Regions from separate parts of the Xenopus tropicalis genome. Here region 2 is linked to region 1. A link is a contact called in public Hi-C data. All regions are on one chromosome and are shown on one strand. Each heading gives the region's core, a stretch centred on a gene start, on an enhancer-like site or on the middle of the called end of the contact. The rest is flanking DNA. Distances are from core to core; before and after follow the strand shown.

Region 1 (7,527 bases), core at 2,018-4,517:
TTACCTGCATAGGAATCAGAGTGCTGTACTTACAGTCCCATTACCTGCATAGGAATCAGAGTGCTGTACTTACAGTCCCATTACCTGCATAGGAATCAGAGTGCTGTACTTACAGTCTCATTACCTGCATAGGAGTCAGAGTGCTGTACTTACAGTCTCATTACCTGCATAGGAATCAGAGCGCTGTACTTACAGTCTCATTACCTGCATAGGAATCAGAGTGCTGTACTTACAGTCCCATTACCTGCATAGGAATCAGAGTGCTGTACTTACAGTCTCATTACCTGTATAGGAATCAGAGTGCTGTACTTACAGTCTCATTACCTGCATAGGAATCAGAGTGCTGTACTTACAGTCCCATTACCTGCATAGGAATCAGAGTGCTGTACTTACAGTCTCATTACCTGCATAGGAGTCAGAGTGCTGTACTTACAGTCTCATTACCTGCATAGGAGTCAGAGTGCTGTACTTACAGTCTCATTACCTGCATAGGAGTCAGAGTGCTGTACTTACAGTCTCATTACCTGCATAGGAGTCAGAGTGCTGTACTTACAGTCTCATTACCTGCATAGGAATCAGAGCGCTGTACTTACAGTCTCATTACCTGCATAGGAATCAGAGCGCTGTACTTACAGTCTCATTACCTGCATAGGAATCAGAGTGCTGTACTTACAGTCCCATTACCTGCATAGGAATCAGAGCGCTGTACTTACAGTCTCATTACCTGTATAGGAATCAGAGTGCTGTACTTACAGTCTCATTACCTGCATAGGAATCAGAGTGCTGTACTTACAGTCCCATTACCTGCATAGGAATCAGAGTGCTGTACTTACAGTCCCATTACCTGCATAGGAATCAGAGTGTCCCTGCTACAGTAAATAAGTGCCCGGAATCAGGAGCTGTACATACTCAGCCACATCCTTTAGCAGGAATCCCAGTACCGGACACAGAGATTCATTATGGGGAACTAATTGCAGCGCTGCCAGACACACAATCACACACTGCTCTCCCTATAATAATAAGCGCATACTGGCCTGACTGGTCACTACTGACGTAACTCCAACTCCATTAGTGGGAAGCCATGAAGCAGATTCAACACATTAGTGTGTACATGGTACAATCCTATGACAATGTGTATATACACTATATAGTAGCACATTGATTATGCAGAAACCCAGTTAGATCTGTGGGTTACTCTCTCAGGAATGTGCCCCAGTCTATGGCAATGCCAGCTGGAACCCAAACAGTACCCCCTGTGGTGCCTCTGTAGGTACAAGCCAGACTTGGGCTAAAGGTGAGATCCTAAAGGGAGAGGGGAATGTAGTTCAGAAGCAGCCGGAGGGATCCCAGGGTAGAAGCAGCAGCAAATCAGGGCAAAGAAGGGGCACAAGGGACTTAGGGACACACAAATCCCCCCAGAGTTGGCAGGTAATGGTATAATCCTACCTGGGTGCTGCTTTCTGTCGCTGCGACTGCCGGGGGTCTCACCAGCACCGGTCTCTCAGGGAAAACACCAGCTATGGGATCCTTCCCTCTCTCTCTCTCTCGCTTCTGTCACTGTGCGACTCTCACCTTTCCTCATTCACCCAGGAATATTTAAACTGGAATGGGCGGAGTTGGGGGCGGGGTATGAAATCAGCTGTACAGCCACACAGGCATCCTAATTATATTACTATTCCTATAACTATTGTTATTAATGATAAACATCAAAGCAGTCTCCAGGGAAGCCGTTCAGATCTATAAATATATACAGAATACTGATGGAAGTACTGCTACGCTAATGGTTAAATGCCTGGGTGCTCATAACCAGAAATGTAAATGTACAGAAGTAGAAAGTAGGGGAGGAGGGCAACACACCAAAAGGCAACCCCCCCCCCCAAACCCACCAGGAGAGTGGGATCTTTAACCCTAACTTACAAACTCTCACTAAAGGGGAACAGATGATACCAAATAATGGACTCAGTTTCATACCCACTAATCATTCCAATCATTTAATATGGTCAAATATATTTTACTTTACAGGGACCTCAATACTTACAGTCCCATTACCTGCACAGGAATCAGAGTGCTGTACTTACAGTCCCATTACCTGCATAGGAATCAGAGTGCTGTACTTACAGTCTCATTACCTGCATAGGAATCAGAGTGCTGTACTTACAGTCTCATTACCTGCATTGGAATCAGAGCACTGTACTTACAGTCCCATTACCTGCATAGGAATCAGAGTGCTGTACTTACAGTCCCATTACCTGCATAGGAATCAGAGCGCTGTACTTACAGTCCCATTACCTGCATAGGAATCAGAGCACTGTACTTACAGTCCCATTACCTGCATAGGAATCAGAGTGCTGTACTTACAGTCCCATTACCTGCATAGGAATCAGAGTGCTGTACTTACAGTCTCATTACCTGCATAGGAATCAGAGCGCTGTACTTACAGTCTCATCCCTTTTATACCAGAGACTCTGTAATTGTTGCCGCAATCAGTAGCTGATTCATGTCGCTGCTACAGTAAATTAGTGCCGGGAATTAGTAGCTGTACATATTTGGCCGGGATATTTAGCAGGAATCCCAGAACCAGTCACAGAGATTCATTATGGGGAACAGAAGCAGCGGCAGCCAGACACCTCAGCGCACACTGCTCTCCATATAATCACTGCTCTCCATATAATCACTGCTCTCCATATAATCACTGCTCTCCATATAATGGGCTGACACTGAGCTGGTTCCTTCCCTGGCTGACTCCAGCCCCATTAATGGGGAGCCATGAAGCAGATTCAGTACATTAGTATGTATATGACACAATACTATGAGTATGTACATGGAAGAATCCTATGAGTATATATAGACATATATATAGCAGCACATTGATTATACACAAGCCCAACCGGATCCCTGGGTTACTCTCACACTCACATGGAAGGAATGTGCCCCAGTCTATGGCAATGCCAGCTGGAACCCAAACAGTACCCCCTGTGGTGCCTCTGTAGGTACAAGCCAGACTTGGGCTAAAGGTGAGATCCTAAAGGGAGAGGGGAATGTAGTTCAGAAGCAGCCGGAGGGATCCCAGGGTAGGAGCAGCAGCAGCAAATCAGGGCAAAGAAGGGGCACAAGGGACTTGGGGACACACAAACCCCCCCAGAGTTGGCAGGTAATGGTATAATCTTACCTGGGTGCTGTTTTCTGTCGCTGCGACTGCCGGGGGTCTCACCACACCGGTCTCTCAGGGAAAACACCAGCTATGGGATCCTTCCCTCTCTCTCTCTCGCTTCTGTCACTGTGCGACTCTCACCTTCCCTCAGTCACCCTGGCATATATAGAGCGGAGGGCGGGGCTGGGGGCGGGGTATTAGGAGAATCCCAACACAGGCATCATAATAATCTTACTATTTTTCTATTTTTATTCCAATTGTTATTAATGCAGCCACCAGGAGATCAGTTTAGATCTATAAATATATATGTTTCTGAACTACATACATATTTTTTTAATAGATCTAAACTGATTTCCTGGTGGCTGCTTAATAACAATTGTAATATATATATATATATAATGTGTATTTACTTATTTTTAAATAGGTCTAAAGTGATTTTCTTGGGGCCTGCTGCCTGCTGGGATAGTAACCCTTGGTGTAATAGCTGCAAGGCAATGACTTACTATACACAAACACCTTTCCCAAGACAACCTTACCTTACTATACACACTAACCCATAGTTACTGCCTCATTCCCCTAATGCCATGTTCAGTACCACAAACAATGCCCCACATTGACTTGTTGACTTTGAGGCTTGCCTTACTGCCCCACATTCAGGTCCAAAATGAGGGTGTGTGACTTGACTGTTATCTGGCTAGAACTTGGCCAGTCAGACTGAATCAGTTGCTGATGTTGCTCTCTCCCAATGGGGCTCTGTAGGGTTTTACATACCCCATGTTATGATCCAATTGTTAGCCAGAGAGCCAAGCATCAGATCAGCCCAATATAGCCCACTGCAGGGCCAGAACTAGTTGCATAGTCAGCATAGTTGCAGGGGGAGCAAATGAAGAGTCTCAAAAGGAGCAATTAATGAAGGATCCATGGAGACTGGGTGGCTGTGGGATTGGGCCAAGGGTTCGGGGTGGGGGCGACAGGCCATAGTATTGCCGTGGGTGCCAATATTACTTGACCAGGCTCTGGCAACCACAGTAGTGGCTTACAAATATGATTTTACTACCAGCTAACGGGTACTGGTTGCTTGCTTATTATACCCATGGTAGCCCTCAGCTCATGTGGCCATGTACCATCTAGTCAGTTTTACCCCAGTCCAACAATGGATATATCTGATCTGTGCAGACAGAGGGTTTCAAACTATCCGGAATGGTAATAGTATAATGACAGAGAGCTAACAGTCCTGGCATCATGGGCTCGGCTACTCTGTGCCCTCAGAGGCTGCTGAAAGTTACAGTTCCAAAAAACGAGAGTCTGCAAATGTAATGCACTCGACTTTTAAAAGTAAAGCTGATGGGCAGGGGGCAGTGCTGCGCAGCTCCAGGTTTGGGCGAGGATGGCACACACCTTCCCCGGTAGCTTATTATTGAGTGGCAGTACTATTGAGCCCAGTTGGATGAAACTAATGCTGATTGCTGTCCCTAGAGCTAGCACTCAGCGTATGGGACACTGGAAAGATTTATGTGAAATATGTAAAGCAGCTGACAAAAATGTAAAATCCCTGGCCTACGATTGTATATTGTGTTACACAGAAAGATTTACTCTCGCTCTCTCTCCTTTATCAAGTCATGACATATAATAATTACCTGTTACAATTTGCTTAAAATGGATAAGAAGGGACTGTTATAGGCAAAATGTGCTTCTGTCTACTAACCCACAACAGCCAATCAACAGTTACTGTAGCATTTATTGGTCTAGTTGAGCTAGAATTATGAAAACATGCATGTGATTGGTTGATATGGGGTAATGGATTAAAGCCTTAAAGGAGAATGCAAGTCAAAATGTAAAAAGCATACTGCCCAATATGGCTCACCTAATCACATATTTACTCAGTCACACTTACTTCACATTTTCTAGAACAGGCAGCCATCTCTAAAAAGGTATTCTCCTTCCTTTCCCTCCTTGCTTCATACTGCACATGTGTTTCATTCCCTCCCCACCTCCCCTCTGCCAGATCCGCTTCTGATTGGCTGGTGGGCATGTGTAGCTCAGAACAGGAGACAGGATCAAGTTACACACATGCTCAGAGAATAGGAAGGCTGCCGCTGGCACCTACAGGAAGGGGAGAGAGATTTCAGTGATGTCACTGTAGGCTTCACACTGCTGTAGGCCGCCAGCACCATATCTCAGAGAAGCAAGCAGGGATCTGGGAATTTAGATGTGCAGTAAGTACTTAAAAAGAATGCCTTTAGACTTACTTTTAATTTATATTAACCTTTCATTGTCCTTTAAGGTCCCCATACACGGGCCGATTGTAGCTGTTGATAGCGGTCCCTTGGACCAATTCGGCAGCTTATCGGCCCGTGTAGGGGCAGAACCGAGAGGCCTGGCCGACCAATATCTGGCCTGAAATTGGCCAGATATCAATCGGCCAGGTTAGAAAATCCAGTTGGATCCAGTCGTTGATGCGGTCCCCGAACCGACTGCTCCATTGCCGCGTGTAGAATTCGATCGTTTGGCCCCAGGGCCAAACGATCGAATTCGCGTACATGCCTCTGCCCGTAGGTGGGGATATCGGGTGAAGATCCGCTTGCTTGGCGACATCGCCATCTGCCCGTGGATGGCCAGCTTTACTTTCTATGTCTGTATAACTGCCTCAATTACATATATATATAGGTAGGTATATAACCCCTAATCTGCCAATCAGACATTCACAGACCTTGGCACCAGATGGACTTGTTCTCTTTAGGGAATAATAGAAGACACGAGGTCTGAGTTTCTGGTGATAGTTGCTCACCCATTGGCTGTGACTAGCTGAGTGGACTGATACAGTATGAACAGCGGTACATGTGTATGGCAACCTTCCTTTTGCTCTGTTTTGTGGCACCTGTTCTCTTTACAGACATGCAGCCATCTGCACAGGTATGCCATGCACAGGTATGCCATCACAGGTATGCCATGCACAGGTATGCCATCACAGGTATGCCATCACAGGTATGCCATGCACAGGTATGCCATCACAGGTATGCCATCACAGGTATGCCATGCACAGGTATGCCATCACAGGTATGCCATCACAGGTATGCCATGCACAGGTATGCTATGCACAGGTATGCCATCACAGGTATGCCATGCACAGGTATGCCATCACAGGTATGCCATCACAGGTATGCCATGCACAGGTATGCCAGGCCTATGGGCTGTTTCAACTAATAGTCCTAATAGATAGTATATGATCAGCCATGCATCACCAAATGTAATCTGCTGATGCATCATGTTGGCACTAGCCAAGTCAAAAACAGCCAAATTGTCTGCCCAAATCTAGACATGTATGGCCAACTCTGTTAGTTGTCCTAAAAGTGGCTCAGATAATGTAGGTTCTATTTATTGAAAGTGAGTCCCCACTGGGGTTCCTACACCGTCACTCTGAGTGTCCCCTGCCCAGATCCCAAAAGCTGTAACAGGAAGAGACTTAACTCTTGGTGTTCCATGGGTCTCTTTGTTCTTGGAACACACTGGCTAATAAGCACCCCATGGGCTATTGGCCTAAAGGTTGGAAATAACCCTCGGTGCTTTTAAAAAATTTGGTTGTGTGTAATCAGGGGCTGTTACGTAACAGGAAATTTTACAGAACAAATTAAGACGGTGTGAAAAATAAATACATTGCCTTATTAAATAGGTAAATGGTATGCTGACATCCTCTGAGTCATTTCCATGCTGTAAGGGTTAAGTGTGAGGCTTATATCTCACAAGGAAGTATGATATACATGGTGATGGAGTATTCATCCATTCTCATTGGTCCTTATATGACTGCCTGTCTCTCAAATTAAAATTATTCAGCAACATTGGTCTCAGTACAGTAACCAATAGCAGGTGTACAGTAACCAGTCAGTCAGGAAGGAAGTTAGTTTTAATTGCTGTAGTGCAGTTCATTTACTGTATTCATTCATATTGGCCTTTAATCAGTACTTACTGGGCATGGGGCTCAGGGGTCCCTGTGTATAAGTGGCCTTGGGTAAAGGCTTCATTTGTTTGTGTGTTTTATAGGCTTTAACATGCCTTGTGGTTTTTATATATTATTATTTTGAGGCAAATGGACTCTAATGCAAAAAACTGTAGCACTACTGCTTTAAGCTGGCCATACACGTGGCGATCTGACAATGTTTCGTACGACCATCGGTTGCACGAAACATCGTCAGATCCGCCACACACCATTCAGGGCTGAATCGGCAGGTAAGGAGGTAGAAACAATAGGATTTCTACCTCCTTCTGCCGATTCAGATCTGAAGGGAGAATTTTGGTCAGGCGCCTTCTATGGCGCCCGATCAAAATTTTTAAACTGGTCCGATCGGCGAGTCGGCCGATATCAGCAGCTTCATGCGATA
Region 2 (7,527 bases), core at 3,588-6,087, 77 kb after region 1:
CAAATTTTTGTTTTTTCCAGTGTAAAGATTTTCATCTACAATAAGTTTGTGTTGTAAATGTAAACTCACACCTACTGCTTTGGTTTCTTGCCCAGTTTCTCTAAATTCTCTCTAAACATGTATAAATCTCTCCAGGTTCTATTCTTTTCCTGTACTGCAGCTCAGTGGACACTATAACAATAAACACATACGTAAATCCATGAATACACGCCTTCATGGTAAACAAAAAGAACAGCAAATTAAGTCATTGGCATTTAGATTATTATTGACATAGTGATATTAAAGCAGACGCCATAACTGTGTTCTGCTTATTTAAAAAAGATTTCCTTATGGTTAGTCATGTAAGAAAACATACATCTCAACAAGGCAATTATCGTTTGTTTTACAAAGCAATTACCAATGGAATAATGCTGGCAAGAAATAGTGTTTCATTCATTTCCAATCATATCCAAGATGGTCTGTGTATATACTGTATATGTATATGGCACAAGGGATGCACTAAACCTAGAATTCCATTAAGGCTAAGGACCCACGGAGCAGTTCAGTCGCCTGTGATAGATCTCTGCTATCAGAAAGCTCAAAGACAACAATTTTATGTGTATTTTATGATTCAATTTTTTTGTAATATAAAATGTCAATAGGCAAATTAGGGTTCATATTCATTTGAATGCACGTTCTCAGATGAATGAAAAAGTAACTGATTGGGATGGCACCAAAGCTGATCAGGAAATTGTCCTGTTTCTAACGCTGTATGATTTGAGAGGTCTATCAATTTCTCTTGCAGTAACCTTTAAGTTATGGTTATGAACATTACTGCACATGTACCTGTAACTATATGTACCCAGTTTTATCTATGAGCTGCAAAAGAGGATTAGTATTAGTCATTATACATGTTTGCACACCAACAACTGATATCTGAAACAGAATATTTTTGAAGGAAACATTAGCCAGAAATGGTAAACTGCTATATTTTAATCTGATATTTGACTCCAGTCTCTCCTTCTCTGTCCACATTAACACCACTGTCAAAACCTGTCAGTTTTTCTTACGCAATATTGCCAAAATCCGTCCCTTTCTTTCTACTGCAACAGCTAGGCTGCTCATGCATGCTCTCATCCTATCCCGACTTGACTATTGTAACCTGCTACTAACCGGCCTCCCTAACTCCCATCTCTCCCCCCTACAGTCTATATTAAATACTGCTGCCAGAATTCTCCTCCTCTCATCCAGGAGAGTTCAGGCCCTTCCCCTGCTAAAGGCCTTATCGTGGCTTCCTGTTAAACAAAGAATATCTTACAAACTTAACCTTCAAAGCCCTCCATTCCTCTGCTCCTCACTACATCTCTTCCCTTGTGTCTCCGTACGTTCCTGGCCGACTCCTTCGTTCCTCGTAGAGCAATCGACTGGTTGCGCCCCCCACTACTACTGCTGTTTCCCGCCTTAAACCCTTCTGCCTTGCTGCCCCTTACATTGAGAATGCCCTCCCTGATTTCCTCCGGAGAGAATCCTCCCTCAGTCTTTTTAAAACTAAACTTAAAGACTACCTTTTGGAGCTCTCACCCAGCACCTGATCTGGGAACTGGCACTTATATTGTAGTGTCACCCACTGTGACCTACAGCACTTATACTGCATTTGCCTATTTGTGTCTGTAAGTTACCCTCCCATATATATATAACCATTGTAAGTTCTACGGGGCAGGGACCTCCATCCTCTTGTGTCTTTGACTCTTAACTTATTGCAACTGTATTTATCTTGTATGTATCTGTAGTTATTGTTGTACTTTGTATTTATCTATTATTATCTTAATAATCCCCTGTTTGTATTAATGTATTGTTCTGTACAGCGCTGCTTACATAAGTAGCACTTTATAAATAAAGATATACATACATACATACATACATCAGGCAAAAAAATAATTTGCATAGCCTACGAACCCCAGCATAGGAATACTCCCATAAGCCCAGGACGGACAATGTAATTGCAATTTATTTTACAAATAGCTTTGATATGTAAGCACCATTTCCTTTTATTATGCAAAAAAAGAAATTCAGATCAGTGATGCAATGTATATGTTCCTCATTGTTTGTTACATGAAATACACATCACAGTCGCTTCCCTGGCAGCTTGTACAATGACAACAAGCGCTGACATCACTATTTGGTTTCTGGTACAGGGCGATGGACTCGTCCAAGCATGTTTGCTCTGAGAGCATAACTATACAAGTAAACAGACACAAATGTTTATTGTGTTATTAATGTTATTAATTGGAACTTCTAAGGTCTCATTAACTGAAATAAAGCAAGATACAAAGGGCAAGATACACATGGCCCTTAGCAGGGCCGCCATCAGAAATCACAGGGCCCCTCACAACAAAATTTTCTGGGCCCCCCTCTTCCCACGCCCCCAATGGCCCCTCCCCCAGTGACCCCCCCCCATCAGTTTCCAAGCAGCCTATGCAATAAAATGTCTCTTAAACAAATGGCACACACTACACAGAACACAAATGAGTTTTATATTTGTTAAATCACATTTATTACTATTATTATTAATACAGTACAGGCACTTAGAGGAAATGCTTCATCCTGATCCTCCCCCATCATCCACCTGCTTCCTCTGGCTCCCCCCCAGCATCCACATACTTTCTCCTGATCCCCCCCATCGTCCACCTGCTTTCTCTGGCTCCCCCCCAGCATCCACCTACTTTCTCCTGACCCGGCCCCACCATTATCTACCTGCTTCCTCCGGCTCCCCCCCAGGGTGCTCTGATTTCTCCGGCTCCCCCCCAGCATCCACTTGCTTCTCCTGACCCCCCCCCCCATCATCCACCTGCTTCCTCTGGCTCCCCCCCAGTGTGCTCTGATTTCCACCCCCCCCAGCATCCACCTACTTTCTCCTTATCCCCCCCCCCAGCCCTTCCACTTGCTTCTCCTTATCCCCCCCCCGCATCATCCAACTGCTTCCTCCGGCTCCCCCCAGTGTGCTCTGACTCCCCTCTCATCGCTCTGACTCCCCACCCCACGTCCAACTGCATCCACCAACTCCCCCCCCCCCCCCCCCGTGTCCACCAGCTTCATCCTGCTCTCCCCCTGCTCCCTCGCTCCGGGTTCCCACTGCGACCTGAGCTTGTGTCCCTCAGGCTCCAGGCCCCGCTGCACTCTCCGGCTCATCCACCACTGCATCCTCACTTTTATAATGTCACGCCCCGTGCGTACTGACATCACACGTACACACGGGGCGCGACCAATCAAATTACCCGCTGACCACCAATAAACCAATGATAGGGCCAGGAATTTTTAAAGGGGGCCTGGGCTAAAAATACTGTATCACGGCCAGGCCCCCTTTAAAGTGAGAAGTGTCTGGGCCTGGGACAACTGTCCCCCCTGTGCCCCTCTGATGGCGGCCCTGGCCCTTAGTAGCGTGCCAATATTACAAGGCTACATTGGGCTGTGTACTGAGTGTTACGTTGGCTATCAAGTATATGCCAGCAGGGGTGTAACTTAGAAAGGTGCAGAGCACACATAAGAGAATTATGCTCTATTTGAATGGCTCCCTAAGGGGGGGCAATTAGCTCCCTTTTAGTGCAGTAGCACCTGTGATAATTAATGAGCTCATATTATTATTTTTATTAAGCTGGCCATTCATTGATAGATCCACTCATTTGGCTACATCGCCAAACAAGCAGATCATTCCTTGTAGTGCCTGCACTGAAGTGGACAGTATCAGATTAATCCGATCAGATCATACTCACAAGATGCAGGCCATTAAACCAAGGACTGCATCAATACGCCAATGCACTTGTGCCAATGGGATTTTTAAACCTGCCCTATCTGTTTCTGGATGTTTTTGCCCAGTTATCGGTTGGGCAGGCCCGTCTTAGGGCTCCATATATGGGCCAATAAGCTGTCAACTCTGTCCATCAGCAGCTTTTACTGGCCCGTGTATGGCCACCTTTAGGGAACTGAAAGATCCATAAAGCACCCCATCCCAATCCAACAGTTTCCTGGCTTTCTTAGGCGAACATACACACAGCCATTTCTCTGCTGCTGTTTTTTTCAGAAATCACTGATTTGGCCCCCTCCTACAGTGAATGTGCAATTTCAGCAAAAGAGTGAATGTGCATTTAGCAGGAGCAGCAAAAGAGGTTTTTAAACAGAAAAATCAGCTCTCTACACTGGATATCCAGCCAAAAGTACTGGAGGTGAACAGGGCAGAAGAGCTATGTGTATGTTACATGGCAGTAAAATTTGAAATCGGCGCAGCACTACACAAAACATCTTTTTTCAGTTTCCCCTGAAGAAATGGGGTGGATCCAAGGAAAACCATTGGCCAAATGCCCCCTTTCCTATTGTACAACTCTGTGACACTAATATCCTACTACTCTCATGGTCTAATTGGGGGCCTTAATAAACTGTTTTTTGCTATACCATGTTCTCCCCGCCCTCATGTTTCTGGAAAGTCACATTTCAAAGAAATGATGAAGGTCAGATAAGATGTTGATTATATAATAAATCTTGAATATTGCAACTTATGTGATTATTCTTCTATATGCACAAATAAGTTTTGGTGGTCCTAGGAGTTTCTGAAAGGTGGGACAAACTGGGGGATTTCCTGTTCCTTTTGTATGTGGCCCATGGTGTGCAAGTAACATTACAGTTTACATTATGTACGTTCAGAATATGTTATTGCTTTGATAGTTAAATGTGATTGACAAGGAAGCTGCAGATTTACACATTAAGGCAACAATAGGGCCAGAGTCAACACAATTGTTTTTGCCTAATGAATTTATCTTTGTAGGACAATACAAGTGACAAGAGGATATGCACTGAGACTAGGATACTTTAGCAAAGGAAGTGTACTGTAAAGAGAATGAGATTATAGAACTCCCCATGAAGATACTGTTAGGGCTGTGCCAGATGGGGAGATTAGTGCGTGACAAATCTCCCTTGTCGCAGGCGACTAATCTCCCCAAAATGCAATCCCACCAGCAAATGTAAATCGCCGGTGGGATGGCATACGCAGCGCGGCAATTTGCTGAAGTTGCGGAAGTTACCTTGAGAGGAAAATTCCGCAACTTTGGCAAATCGTGGCACTCCGTATGCCATCCCACTGGCGATTTACATTCAAGCTGGTGGGATGGCATTTCGGGATATTTGTCGTGCGGCGACTAATCTCCCTGTCTGTCACAGCCCTTGGTAGTAATTAGTGGCTGGGCTCAAAGTGACTTGGCCACATATGGCTATTGGCAACCACACTGCAAAACCATTCCTTTTAAGATCAGGTACAGGGTCATTCTTGAAAGTCTTATTGATGTAGTTGGGGAGGGGAGAGGTTTTTTTTCCAAGGGGGCCCTATGGTTACAAAATGGCTTCAATGTGTAATTCTACCTCAGTAAAGAACTTGGATTTTCAGGACGGCCGCATCTGTGAAACATGATTATCAAAAACATGAGTAAAACAAATATTTCCAGGGTTTTTGTGCTCTTTTTTTCTGCTAGAAAATCTTGAAAAAAGTATGGCCTCAATTACAGGTCCTTTTCAAAAAATTAGCATATTGTGATAAAGTTCATTATTTTCTGTAATGTACTGATAAACATTAGACTTTCATATATTTTAGATTCATTACACACAACTGAAGTAGTTCAAGCCTTTTCTTGTTTTAATATTGATGATTGTGGCATACAGCTCATGAAAACCCAAAATTCCTATCTCAAAAAATTAGCATATTTCATCCGCCCAATAAAAGAAAAGTGTTTTTAATACAAAAAAAGTCAACCTTCAAATAATTATGTTCAGTTATGCATTCAATACTTGGTCGGGAATCCTTTTGCAGAAATGACTGCTTCAATGTGGCGTGGCATGGAGGCAATCAGCCTGTGGCACTGCTCAGGTGTTATGGAGGCCCAGGATGCTTCAATAGCGGCCTTATGCTCATCCAGAGTGTTGGGTCTTGTGTCTCTCAAATTCCTCTTCACAATATCCCACAGATTCTCTATGGGGTTCAGGTCAGGAGAGTTGGCAGGCCAATTGAGCACAGTAATACCATGATCAGTAAACCATTTACCAGTGGTTTTGGCACTGTGAGCAGGTGCCAGGTCGTGCTGAAAAATGAAATCTTCATCTCCATAAAGCTTTTCAGCAGATGGAAGCATGAAGTGCTCCAAAATCTCCTGATAGCTAGCTGCATTGACCCTGCCCTTGATAAAACACAGTGGCCCAACACCAGCAGCTGACATGGCACCCCAGACCATCACTGACTGTGGGTACTTGACACTGGACTTCAGGCATTTTGGCATTTCCCTCTCCCCAGTCTTCCTCCAGACTCTGGCACCTTGATTTCCGAATGACATACTTTGGACCACTGAGCAACAGTCCAGTGCTGCTTCTCTGTAGCCCAGGTCAGGCGCTTCTGCCGCTGTTTCTGGTTCAAAAGTGGCTTGACCTGGGGAATGCAGCACCTGTAGCCCATTTCCTGCACGCGCCTGTACACGGTGGCTAAGGATGTTTCTACTCCAGACTCAGTCCACTGCTTCCGCAGGTCCCCCAAGGTCAGGAATCGGTCCTTCTCCACAATCTTCCTCAGGGCCCAGTCACCTCTTCTCGTTGTGCAGCGTTTTCTGCCACACTTTTTCCTTCCCACAGACTTCCCACTGAGGTGCCTTGATACAGCACTCTGGGAACAGCCTATTTGTTCAGAAATTTCTTTCTGTGTCTTACCCTCTTGCTTGAGGGTGTCAATGATGGCCTTCTGGGCAGCAGTCAGGTCGGCAGTCTTACCCATGATTGCGGTTTTGAGTAATGAACCAGGCTGGGAGTTTTTAAAAGCCTCAGGAATCTTTTGCAGGTTTTTAGAGTTAATTTGTTGATTCAGATGATTAGGTTAATAGCTCGTTTAGAGAACCTTTTCATGATATGCTAATTTTTTGAGATAGGAATTTTGGGTTTTCATGAGCTGTATGCCACAATCATCAATATTAAAACAAGAAAAGGCTTGAACTACTTCAGTTGTGTGTAATGAATCTAAAATATATGAAAGTCTAATGTTTATCAGTACATTACAGAAAATAATGAACTTTATCACAATATGCTAATTTTTTGAAAAGGACCTGTATTTAATGTTGAGTTGTGCAAAGCATTTTTTCTTGTCATTCTGAGTTGATTAGAAAGAATAACCTGGTAGATATAGGCTAGTGTGTCATGTCAGGACTAGTTTGTTCAAGATAAGGATACATTCAAACATTTGCAAAGGAGTCCTGAGCAGACTTATTGTAATATTGTTGCCATTTGTTTTTCAGGTGAAGGTCTATCAGCATGTTCCACAGTCAATCTTATGTAACTGGATTACTTGTGTCCCAAATCCTAATATATCCAGGGAGAATGGTGCTGAAGTACTTTCTCTAAGCAATTTCTGGTGTAGGGCAACTAAACAAGTTTTGGTCAAGCATGTGTATGGCCAACTAATCATTCTCAACTACAAGGCAAATTGAAGACCACACTAAGATATTTCTTATGCAAGTATAGGATGATCCC

The links. Hi-C and Micro-C count contacts between places; a contact is called where the count stands out from the background.
Region 2: a Hi-C map of gastrula embryo shows a contact between it and region 1, with 2.2 times the contacts expected there. The contact joins the enhancer-like site here to the promoter of gjb2 in region 1. A contact is called at or near these places in 5 of 5 Hi-C or Micro-C datasets (brain, gastrula embryo, liver and 2 more).

What each region holds. Positions count from the first base shown.
Region 1 is chr2:158,860,003-158,867,529 of UCB_Xtro_10.0, forward strand. gjb2 (gap junction protein beta 2) reads right to left here and starts at 3,268. Exons shown (of 2, transcript NM_001016984.2): 1 at 3,170-3,268.
Region 2 is chr2:158,935,579-158,943,105 of UCB_Xtro_10.0, forward strand. The region is part of intron 3 of cryl1 (crystallin lambda 1); the gene reads right to left. Among named protein-coding and RNA genes, the nearest start is that of cryl1, 19 kb to the right of the region's middle. Within about 2 kb of position 4,838, at least 1 of the 11 cell types and tissues checked has an H3K27ac peak or open chromatin away from gene starts, as enhancers often do. A contact at or near this core is called in gastrula embryo, where this site is marked.